2 separate regions of the Triticum aestivum genome follow, and region 2 is linked to region 1. Evidence: chromatin contacts called from public Hi-C data. All regions are on one chromosome and are shown on one strand. Each heading gives the region's core, a stretch centred on a gene start, on an enhancer-like site or on the middle of the called end of the contact. The rest is flanking DNA. Distances are from core to core; before and after follow the strand shown.

Region 1 (6,606 bases), core at 2,078-4,577:
TGGCACATGGATAGCAAGCTTCCATGCACCCCTGTCCATGGCGAAGAGGGGCACACTCAAATGAATTATAAGGCCTACCTGCTGTCTAGGGGCTTTCTTGCCTGCAGGACCTTTTTTCTTTGACATCTTAATAATATCCTCTGTATAAACACACAAGAAAAACCATGAGCTAAGTTAATCTCCAAGATATGAATAGCGTCACAGAACAAACAACAAATAAATAGCATACCCAGAGTCATGTCCATCTTTTTCTCAGTAAAAGCAATAGCTTCAGCAGTGAGTGGCACTGAATCCATATCTGAAAGCAATTAGGGAAAGAATCACTAAAATGCACCGATACGGACAGGTGTATCAGTATCGGGCTGATACAGATACGTAATTTGCCATTTTGGAAAAGCGCCAATACAGGAATACATTTTACTATTTTTTTAATTCACAAAAAAAATGTGTATAGAAGCTAGGAACAGCAGATTACCTTGTTTGCTGCTCTCCTGAGGATGCTGAAGCAGCTCCAAGCCTCTCCAATTGACAATGTTGATGCCCTGTTCAAAAGGGATATAATTAGACTCTTAGTAAGTGTAGAATTAATATGGAGCAGTAAATAAAATCATTAGGGTGTGATTGGTTCAGCTGAAGATTTTGGAAAAGCTGCTGTGAAATTTGGGAAAGCAGCTGTGAGAAAGCTGACAGTTGTTTGGTTGGAACAACAGTGAAACTGTGGATTGAGTCTGAATAGTCCGTAATGCCCCCTAATGACCCTGAAGGAAAATTTCATTTTTGTAGTGTGAGTTCTAAATTATAGTACTACACATGTTCTTTCAAAGTTGAAGAGGTTTCTGAATTTATGTAATTTTGTTCAAATTCACCAACATATGCAATTAAATTTTTACACAAAATTCAGCATATTCATACAAATTTTGCACATTGTTTCACTTCAATCAAATTTGTAGAGATATTTTCACCCCCAAAAAATCAAACTTGTGACTTGTACATGGACAGAGATTTAAAACCAAAGCATATTCATTCTTCCAAGACGAATACCAAGAACTGATGGCACGAGTATATAACAGAAAGCGATGATCAATACCAACCTTTGAGCCAATGTTAAAAAAAGCAGAAAGCGTAAGCGGAAAGCGTAAGCGGAAAGCGTAAGCGAAGCGGAAGGCCACAGCTTAAGAGCAGTTGGGCGCTTGAGCGTTTTTTTTTCGAAATTCAACAGACTTTGGCTGCTTTTGAATAATATTCACAGGAAAATAGGAAACCTATCACATAAATAATTGAAATAGCATGTAAAATGCAGTTCACACCATTGTAAACACACAACAGGTTCACACAGCAAGCAAAATAGCAGGTAAAAGCCTAAAATGGAGTTCATTTCAAACAAACATAGCCTAATAATAAGATAAATGGCATGTTGCCATCAATTGCCCAAGCAGCCAAGCAGAAGCATATTTCACCTGTCTAGAACCATAAACAATAAAAGAGAACTTGAGGAAACAGACATTGCCCCTTAGTTTTGGATTTAACAACAGGTACCGCATGTTGTGTCGCATAAATGAGTGCATGGGGTAATTATGTGTTACAGGAAATTTTAACGGTGTGAACCTATCAAAGAATAGTATCAAATGTTGCCATCAGCTACCGCAACACTCTCTCCTGTCCCCTCCCTTCTAACCCGAGCCAAAAACCCAATTTCACCCAGCCCTTATTACCCCCATTTCCCCCTCCCGCCTAGTCAACTTCAGCTCCAGCCTGATAGATTTCCCAGTGCTTTCGCTCGCCTAACCGCGTGAAGTGCACACTAAACCAGCACCTAGCGCTAAACCGCTGCCGAAATCTCGCTAAATTTCGCCTAGTGTTAAACCATTGCCTAGGGCAGAAGCGAGGCGGTAAGCCATCACTCAGCGCCTAAGCGTCGCTTAAAAACGATTTCCCAAACATTGCTTTGAACTTATGGCACAAATACATAACAAAAAACTAAACGATTGACAACTGCAGACATAGCTCACTGCATCTATCAAGTGTGCACGTCAGGTAACATCATCTCAAGGTACATGAACCACACAAACCAACCCCTACATTGTAAAATTATCCCATCTACTCCCTCCTTCCATCTATATAGGGCCTAATGCGTTTTTCAAGGCTAACTTTGACCAAATGTTAGAGCAATAATATATGACATGCAACTTACACAAAGCATATCGTCAAATTCGTATGTGAAAGGAGCTCCCAATAATATAATTATCACATGATACATCTCACGTACTATTAATCTTATCAATAGTCAAAGACGGTCTTGAAAAACACATTAGGCCCTATATAGATGGAAGGAGGGAGTAGGACTGCATGGTGCCCATCCACATCTGCTTCCCCTTGCACTTCACCCAACATGTACAACCAGTACAAGAAAAGCCAGACCAAATGGACACAATCAATTATCCATCATCAAACACAAGCAGCCACTACATGAACACAATCTGAAACCTATGGCAATTATTCATCACCAATTTCAAATAAAACAACCATTCTATTTTATCAAAAGAAGTAAATAAAACAAAGTGTGCAATCAAGCAAAATCAAACTAATTTATACTATGGTCTAGGCAAATTCCAAAGAAAAGCATGGCATTCTGTCGATTTTTGCGAGAGCCAAACAAAACAAAAATCTCCTCTACTCCCCGTGTGTCAAACAGAGTAAACATAAACAAAAAAGAATCCATCTCCTCTACTCACACTAAACGGAGACCACTCTTCCAAACAGAGGGATTGCATCAGTATATGTGCATGTTCAGTTTGGCGCATCTATAATACAACTGAACCAGCCATCCCTCTTTAAATAAATAAACAATATAAACGATGTGCGATCTACAATCCAACTGAACCAGCCATCCATCAACAGCAATTCATACAAATACGTATACAAAGGAAAAGGAAATAAGAGCATGGCAGGGTATTCTAGAAAAAATAAGAGCATGGAAGGGGAGGGATGGAAGGAGTAGGAGGGAGGAGTAAGGAGAGGTGGTTACCTAGTGACTAGGCGCAGCTCCGGACGGCCGGCGCTAGACGAATACCCGCCGGGGCGGATGGAGGTTCGCGCGAGGGGGGGCGGAGCAGGAGGAACGGCCTGCACGAGGCCTGGAGGGGCGCGGGGGGGAGGGGAAGGGGTGGCAGGGCGGCAGAGACCCCGGCCGGATGGCGTGTCAGGCTTCGGCGGCGACGCGCAACTACAACGCGGCAGCCGATTGAAGCCCGGAGCACGAGATTAGGTCAGGAGAGGAGAGGGGGAGGAAGAGATATGGGATGCGTCCGGATCCCCGAGAATTTGCGAAACGGTGAATTTTGCAAAATTTTAAGAGGAACAACAACCGGACACCGCAAATCATCCTTGTGCGTTCATACGGACTGTCCGGTCACTGTTGGTCATGAAATTGCCACCTACTACCTTCGTCCGCGAAAAAGTGTACTTCTACCTTTTGTCTTAAGTCAGGACTATAAAAATTTGACCAACTTTACAGAAAAGTGTACTAGCATATATAAAATCAAATTGGTAAATTATGAAAGTACATGTTAAAAAGAATCTAGTAATATTATTTTAGTTCCATAAATGCTGCTATTTTTCAAACTTTGACTTAGGACAAAGGCTAGATGTACACTTATTCGTGGACAGAGGGAGTAAGAGTATCTCTAGCAGACCACGCATCCGGCCGGCCAGCAAAACACGTTTGCAGTTCACGGAAAACGGCCTTTGCGGGCTGGCTCGGACGGCCGCAGATGCAGACCCCCAAACAGACCCGTATAAAAGGATATTCGTGGAATATACTTTTTTATGGGTCGGCTTTTTGCGGGGTCTGCTCGGGCACCGCCGCGTCGACCCGCAAACCGAAGACGACCAATTCTCGAATTTGACATAGGTTCTCACAAATAAGTTCAAATTCAAACAACATAACATAGTTTACGCGTAAATAAAAGCTTCAGTTTAGTAGGACAAACGCAAAAGAGGGTCCTGCAAAAGTGACAATCACGTTCGGCATCATCTTGGTCGATCTTCACTCCACGCCATCGAGTCCATCTTGAAGTTCATCGCCACCACCGAATCCACCTCCGGCGCTTGTTCCAACTCCCGCACCAAAATCATCAACATTGCCACCATATGGAGCAGAGAAAACATCTCCGCCACGGTAACACGCACTGGCCGACGCAACCATTCTCCTCTTCAAGATTTCTCTCCTTGCCATATCATGCCATTCTGTAGTGAGGTCGTCCATGTCATTGCGGTTCATTGTCATGATCTTGTTCTCTTCGGCGAGCAACTTGGACATGGCTTTGTTTTCAGCGGCACGAGCTCTTCTCTCCTCAATGGCCGCTTTGCGCAGCCCCTCTTCCTTGAGCAATTGTCACTTTTCTTGCTTCTCCTTTGCCTTCTTCTCGGCCAACTCTTTCTTGATCTCCAACGACTTCAACAACATCACCTCATTTGATTGCACCATGGCATCAATCTTCTCCCTCAAGCTCGATGCTTCGTGCTTTCTCTTCATCTTCTCCTTAGTCTTCTTGTCGCCATCGGGCTTGTTCAAATTTCTTGGGCCATCATCATCCTCATCTTCATCCATGTTTGTAAGTGAACCTCTCTTCAGTGGGGATTCTTTGTCGATCAACTTCCACTTCTCGCACTTTTTGAGCAAGTCCCAACAATGCTCTAGTTTGAAGAATTTGCCTTCCAAAGCTTCCATGTCTTTGTATCTATGTTGGGCAATTTTGTCCTACACAATTTGAACAAAGTGAAATGATGCAATCATTTCATATGATACAATATGCTTATGCACAACTTGAACAAAGGCAAAACAAACTCACATAGTCGGATTCCACAGTTCCACTTGGAGGTGCATTGCGTACTTACTCCAAGCAAGCTGCCCAACGGCTGCACATAGGCTTGATCACATCCCAACGCCCTTGAAGCGACCGAAATGTGCATGGAGTCCTATTGGGGTACTTTGCCATCATGCGGAAGTATTGATCTTCGATCCTTTGCCAATACCTCTTGGCAGTTTGAGAAGTACCCGTGCATGCATCAAGAGACACCGCACTCCATGCCTTGATCAGAATTTGATCTTCCAAGATCGTGTAGTTCTTCGATCTTTGGCTTTTCCCAGTTTTTGCTTGTGATTGCTCATACGCTACCTCATCGATCTCCTCCAATTCTTCCTCACCACCATGATCATCCACGCCGCCCTCCGTTTCATTATAGTCGAATGCGGCGAGCGGGGCTTGACCGATGTCAACGGCGTTGGTGTCCAACAAGTTCACGAACTCGGCAGTTGCATTGTTCGAACCACCGCTATAGTGAACGACAACAAGTCACGAGCTATCGCAAATGGCGAAATGCAAAGAAATTGCCATGACCGAAGATGCATACCTTCCGGCCATTTCGTCAAACACCTCGCTTGCGGTGGGAGCAGCACCGTTGAGCGGCATCGCCGGGGAACCTCTTTCCGGGGCGGAGGGAGTGGATGAAGGAGGCGGCTTCTTTGTAGCCGGAATCCTCTTCCTCTTTACCCCGGCGGCCTTGACGACCTTTTCCGCCGCTAGCCGGGATCGCGCAGCCGCGTTGGCGCTCGGAGCGCGGGCCTTCGTGGCGGGGGCAGCCGGATTCCCGCCCTGCACGACCACGTTGCCCTGCCGCTTGCGGGCAAGCGCGGCGGTGCCTTGGGCGACGGCGGGGCCAACATGGCTGGCGACGAGATCCGCCCAAGGGGATTGAGCGTGCGCGACCTCGACAGTGACGGGGGACAGCAGGGAGTCATCCATGGTGGCGAAGGACGGCCGAGGAAGATGCACCGGAGCGTCAGGCGGCGGGGCAATGGTGGCGGAGGGTGGGGGGAGCGGGAACGGCCGCACGGAAATGTCCCTCCCGCCAAATCTCGCTGCGGAAAGGGGCTGAGCTCGGGTTGTCGGTGTCAAAACCGGCAGATCTCGGGTAGGGGTTCCCGAACTGTGCGTCTAAGGTCGATGGTAACAGGAGACAGGGGACACGATGTTTACCCAGGTTCGGGCCCTCTCTATGGAGGTAATACCCTACTTCCTGCTTGATTGATCTTGATGAATATGAGTATTACAAGAGTTGATCTACCACGAGATCGTAATGGCTAAAACCCTAGAGGCCTAGCATGTATGACTATGGTAATGAATATCTCTCCTCTCCGGACTAAGTCCTCCGGTTTATATAGACACCGGGAGGATCTAGGGTCACACAAGGTCGGTTACAAAGAAGGGAATCTACATATTTGGTCGACAAGCTTGCCTTCCACGCCAAGGAGAGTCCCATCCGGACACGGGTGCAGTCTTTGGTCTTCGTATCTTCACAGTCCATTAGTCCGGCCCATGGCTAACAGGCCGGACGCCCGAGGACCCCTTAGTCCAGGACTCCCTCAGTAGCCCCTAAACCTGGCTTCAATGACAAGGTATCCGGTGCGTAGATCTGTCTTCGGCATTGCAAGGCAGGTTCCTCCTTCCGAACTCCAAGGTAGTCTTCGGACGTATTGAACGTGTCCGGACCTATAACACACACACCACACACCACCGCAGAGAGAATACAATATTCCACGAATCC
Region 2 (5,995 bases), core at 2,656-5,155, 440 kb after region 1:
CGTAGCCAAAAATCAGGCCATAACGTCACCAAGGTTGCCGATGGCGCTGCCCCGGGAGGAATACAACCGGTGACGGCTAGCCGTCATAGAAAATGATCTTAGGCGAAATCTCCTGTTTCATCACCATGGTTTTCTTCATATAATAGAGCAGATCTTATAGTGTGCAAGTGATAGAGATAGTTGATAGCAATGTATCATGGCAAAGTAAAAGTAGCAACGGTGTAGAAAAATTAAGAAATGGAGAATAGACCGATGGGGCATAGGTTCGCTTGTGTCATCTTTCTCGAAAACAGACAAATTGCATTATAAACAAATTATAGCATGGCAATAATTAAATTGTAATATTTATATATTATGACTATGATCATTCATTGTATAATCTCATATAGTTATTACGTCCGTGATAAGTAGACTGTAAATCCAACTACATATACTACTAATACTCCACCCCAAAACCGCTATCCAGCATGCCTATCAAGGTATTAAGTTTGCAAGAAAATAGAGTCTCACAATAAGTAAGATGACATAACGTAGACAGGAAGAAGTCAATCAATATGAAAAAAACCCCGTCATTTTACCCTTAATGGCAACAATACAATATGTGCCTTAACCCTTATTGTCACCGGTTAGATCACCACAAGACTGAACTAACTACAAAGGACCACCCCTTCTAGGGAAAACCCATTAAACTTAGCCAAAGAAGATAGATAGATCGAAGAACATGCAAAACTATATAATTATACATAAAAAATCCCTCAAAAGATTCAATTGATTTCAATTAACAATCTGATCATAAACAATAAATTCATCATATCTGAACAAACACACCACCGATTACGTCGAATTGATCCCGATCATTGTTGGGAAACGTAGTAGAAAACAAAAAATATCCCACGCTCAAACCAGGAACACTATGAAGATGCATTAATGGTCTAGACCAGATCGTTACTAACTCCGAGTTGCAATAGAAGAAGAGTTAGTGTAGATCATACTTCAAGTCCCTCGAACCATTCATGAACGATCCCTCAAACAGAAGACCGAAAGCACGACCTCTCCATAGTTTTGGAAGCGTACGGTCTTCACAATCCGGCAATGCTTCATCATCCAGAGCTAACCATTGCCGGAGAATTAGAGGGAGAAGATTAAAACCACACCGAGCTTCTAATTATGAGGACTAGAGAGGTTTAGATCTAGCTCTAATTGGATCAACTAGAACTAGAACTAGAGGATGGTCCAAAACTTGTGTCTACAAAGGGACAAATCCTTAAGTATATATAGGTTAGAGGAGATGGGAGGGGTGCCACAAATGGGAAGGTTTCCATCCCCCTTGCATCGGCCTAGGAGGGGAAATTCCCCTCCAATTCGGCTCCCCTAGCTTCTCCAAGAAGCTAGGGGCGCCACATCCTATTGGGCTTCCACTACTTGACCTTTCACGACCCGTTGATATTTAATCAAACATAAACGCCTCCTAATAATTATTAGAGTTTTATTATCAATTTAATATATATGAAAACATTTTCCACCTATACATTATTTATCGGTATTACCCGGTAAACCCCAAAACCCTTCCGGTATCTTCGAAACGCTTCTGGTTCCTCTCAAAACTATTTTAAATATTAATTAAATTGTTTCATAAATATTTTATCATACCACTTACTGCACTAACACTCAGCACATCATGGTTCCCTTAAACTTGTGACCTTGTAGGTTCAGTAAAACATAGACATAGCCAAAACCTTTTTTGTTCAATGATCGATGGAACCGTGGACATGCGTATCAATCCCTATGAGTACACGAATGACATTCGAGTGAACCTTTGGTTAACATGTGCTATTTTCTTTGCTTCATGATACTATACAAAACCTAGGGTGAGATAAATTAGTATTATCTTGAGTCATTCTCATTTGCTTCGTGGGTGAGATATATCAGTATTATCTTGAGTCATTCTCATGCTCACTATACATGTCTCTTCGTTACTGGTTTGTTCTTCTTTCTCGTTGACATATTCCAGCATCTCTGTGACCTAGCCACCTGTGTCTAGCCAGAAGATGATGAATGCCGTCACACTGAGAGGGCCCTAAGAATATCTCTCCATCATCGGAGGAGCAAATCCCACTTTTGAGTTATCTAGCCCCATTGTCAAACTTTCTGATGAACTTATAAGTTGTCGTTATGATCATTGTGTTATAGATGACGTTTGAGAAACCCCAAAGTCCATCGTACAGTAAGAAGAGAGGCGGCCGCGTATACGATTTCATCGTCCGCTATAAGTTAGCCTTCTAGTTTTTAAAATTTTGTTTTAATTAAACGGACGAAATATCATCCATCTTATGTAAATTATGTCAGAACTTTAGTGAATTCCGTCGCGTTTAATGAAATTTGTCCGAGTTATCCAAATTTGTTTTGAAATGGATGCGAGTATGGTTGGATAGCCGACTCCGCATCACTGTCGATACCATGTTTGTTTTGATGGTCAACGTTGGAGATGTCGTCAGGACTTAAAAGAAAATACATAGATATGATCGAAGGGCGGACACCGACACCATTTCTGCTTTTCTAATAGTTGGTGTGCGTATTAGCGGTCAACACCATAGATTAGCCCTAAGGATGACAATTTTATCCATGGGTACGGGTACCCGCATGGGCAGGGTATGGGCACACTTTTATACCCATGGGTAGTACCCATACCCTACCCGTTAAGTCATGGGTAGGGTACAGGTACAACCTTCTACCCGTAGGTATACCCATAGGCTGCCCGTATGTGAATTAATGTTAAGTTTTCATCAATTAATCATTAATTTGTCACGTGACTCGTCTACTCTTATTGAATTATGAGTATGTTGTGATTTCTAAATTTTGATAGGGGCCATTTACTCATCTTCCTGTTACCGAGCTGAGATAATTGATTTCTTTGTCAAATGTGCTATGAATGAGTGTAAAATTGTGAACAACTTATGTACTATTTGTTCTACCCGCTAGGTACCTAACGGGTACGGGTACCCGTCGGGTATGGGTATGGGTAAAATTTCATACCCGCGGGTACGGGTATGGGTAAAATTTTGTACCCACCTACTATACGGGTATGGATATGATATTGCTTTACCTGCCCATACCCTATCCATTGCCACCCTTAATTAGCCCCGGAAACACCGAATGAGCACGTATTTTGCAACGACGAATTCGACACCAGCCACCCCGCCCGTCACGTAAAAATGCCCTTTGAGGCGAAGAATGGACGGTCGAGACCCGCCCCAAAAGAACGTGTACATACACCGATCTAAAAGAGAGAGGGGAAAAGTATACGATTATACTTTCTTCCAGAGAGGAAAAGTAGTGCTCCACCGTATAAACAAACGATATGATTGAGCTACGCCACGGCGGTGCATCCTAGCTGACCATCCATCCATCCTTCATCCAAGGGCCCCAGAAGGGAAAAAGAAGAGGCGATATTCCAATTCTTCCCAGCCCACCCACTTGCACGTTCCGCACGCACCGCACGAGCCCATGTTCCGCATTTCCTTTCCCATTCACACACCACCCCACCCGGCCCCAACCAACCAGCCCCCGCGCCCGCCCGATCCCATCTGACCACCCCAAAGTCCAAACACGACTCTTCCGTCGATCCATTTTTTCTCCAAACAAACGGGCACACCGCACGCCAGCACTGCACGCCCCCTCCCATTCGCGGAAGCCGCTGTGCGGTGCGCGTCCGCCCGCAGCGGATCAGTAGAATGGAACGACTCGAAAGACCCGGCACGAGACGAACCTGCCCCCACCGCCGGAGACGCCGCCACCCGCGCGGCCCACCGCCGCAGATCCACCAACCCCGGACCGATCGACGGCCCAGATCCCGCACCCGCCCTACGGCGCGGGTACGCACGGGAAATGGCCGGGATCCCTCCGCACACCGCCAGCCGAGCACGCCGCGCCGTAACGGCCCCCGCGAGAACGACCCGACCCGCCCCGCTCCACGGGAGGGACGGGCGGGCGAAGATAAAGAGGCCCGCATCCCGCAAACCCTAGCCCCCTCGCATATATTCCCCCGCCCCGCAGCGCCTGGCCACCCCTCTCTCTCTCTCACCGCAAGACCGGAAGGAGCGGAGCCGCCGAGCCGGGAAGAGCCACCATCCCATCGCCTCCGTTTCCGAAGGGTGAGTTCCTCCGCGCATGGCCGCCCACCCCCCTCCTCTTCGTTCTCGGTAGTCTATTTCTGGCTTTGTGGCGAGCCGCGGCCGTCCGTGCTCGCGGCGTATATATAGATCTGCCTCCCCGTTGGTCGAGTAGATCCATTTGTGTTCGTTCCGGTTCGGTTCACCTCGGTCTGGCGCTAGTCTCGGGTCCTCGGTGATCAGATCCGTGCCTCCTTCCTCTCCGGTAAGGAGGATCTGTTGTTCGGTAACTCGCTGGTTCATTTGTTCGTCAGATCTCGTGTGTAGATGCCTGTTTTTTCCCGTCGTTTTGCACGATCCTAGTTTGTTTTCATCTGGATCGCGTTGGTGTTTTGGATCTCTGGATCCGGAAGCCGTTGTCCCCGTACGTGTAAGCTGGGGTGTGAGATAAAAGGTCTTCTTGTGCAATTAGATCCAGTCTTATTTTGTGCTATCTGATCTGTTGACCTGACGTAGAAATGGTGTTTTTTACTTGGATGTTGTGGCAATAGAAGCAGTTAATGTCTACAGATCCTGACCTGTTTGTTCGCCTTTGTTTGTTTAGATGCAAGTAGATTTCTGTTGCACATGACACGCACCAATTGAAAGCCGTGTCTTTGCTCATGATTAGGTAGATCTGTTGATGTCGTAGTGTGGGTTTTAGGCCTCATTAAGTTGTTTCTGTTAATGATGCACTTTGACTCGGTTGATCCACCTGGATTGAACCTAATTTCAGTTTAGCATTATGTGCTGATTGTGATTGCCATGTTTTTATTATCCCATTTGATTATTTTCAAGCGTCTCAACTAGGTTTTCTGTCAGCATGCAATACTACTCTGTTTATTAATTATGTTGCTAGCAGGGATTATCAGTAAATTTCTAAAATGAGTTCTTACAGATTAGGGCTAACCAAGTTGTAGAGATGGCTATGGTACAATTGTGTTATTATATATCTATATGAGATAGTACGGTTTACCTGATTTACTTTATTTCCTGGCCGTATGTTAGTTTATACACCGTTTCATTATTACATCAAGCTTGCTAACTTATACATTGGTTTGATTGTTGTTGCAGGTCAGAGATGGCGGACCGTGCTAACCACCCGTCTGTCATGCAGAAGTTTGGTGGACAGTTCCACCTTGCCTCCAGCTTCTCTGAGGGTGTTCGTGCTCGCAACATCTGCCCTTCTGTGCCATCCTATGAGAGGCGCTTCACCACAAGCAGCTACATGACTCAGAACCTTGGCATCAGTGTCCCAATGATGTCATCTTCTCCATTGTTTGCCAATGCACCCCCTGAGAAGAAAGGTGTCAAGAACTTTGCGATTGACTTCCTCATGGGAGGAGTGTCAGCTGCAGTTTCCAAGACTGCTGCAGCTCCTATTGAGCGTGTTAAGCTGCTTATCCAGAACCAGGATGAGATGATCAAGGCTGGCAGGCTCTCTGAGCCATACAAGGGTATTGGTGACTGCTTTGGGCGCACCATCAAGGATGAAGGCTTTGGCTCACTGTGGAGAGGAAACACTGCTAACGTCATCCGTTACTTCCCAACTCAGGTATCCATATGTTGTTGTTTTTGTTGTGCTTATTTTCATTAGCTTTCATGCTCACATGATGGTAATGGTGTATGTTGAATGCCTATTCTCAGTCTTTGAACTTCACATGAAATGTGGCATTTAACAATCTGGCTGTAATGTTATTTGTGATGATGCTCTTGATGGTAGTCTAATAAACATCTATCATCTGTTTGTCTTCTGTTTTTGAATGCCTAGTTTTACAGCTGATGCACTTTAGGAGATAGAATTGAATATCTCTATTGTATCCAGAAATTGTGGTTCAAATATTTCA

What was found. Hi-C and Micro-C count contacts between places; a contact is called where the count stands out from the background.
Region 2: a Hi-C map of leaf shows a contact between it and region 1, with 3 times the contacts expected there. The contact joins the promoter of LOC123145311 here to the promoter of LOC123145307 in region 1. A contact is called at or near these places in 3 of 5 Hi-C or Micro-C datasets (all in leaf).

What each region holds. Positions count from the first base shown.
Region 1 is chr6D:392,279,480-392,286,085 of IWGSC CS RefSeq v2.1, forward strand. LOC123145307 reads right to left here and starts at 3,328. Exons shown (of 8, transcript XM_044564685.1): 1 at 3,026-3,328; 2 at 476-542; 3 at 230-298; 4 at 79-140. The coding sequence starts at 296.
Region 2 is chr6D:392,718,077-392,724,071 of IWGSC CS RefSeq v2.1, forward strand. It overlaps LOC123145311 (ADP,ATP carrier protein 1, mitochondrial-like), which reads left to right and starts at 3,906. Exons shown (of 4, transcript XM_044564688.1): 1 at 3,906-4,151; 2 at 5,223-5,703. The coding sequence starts at 5,230.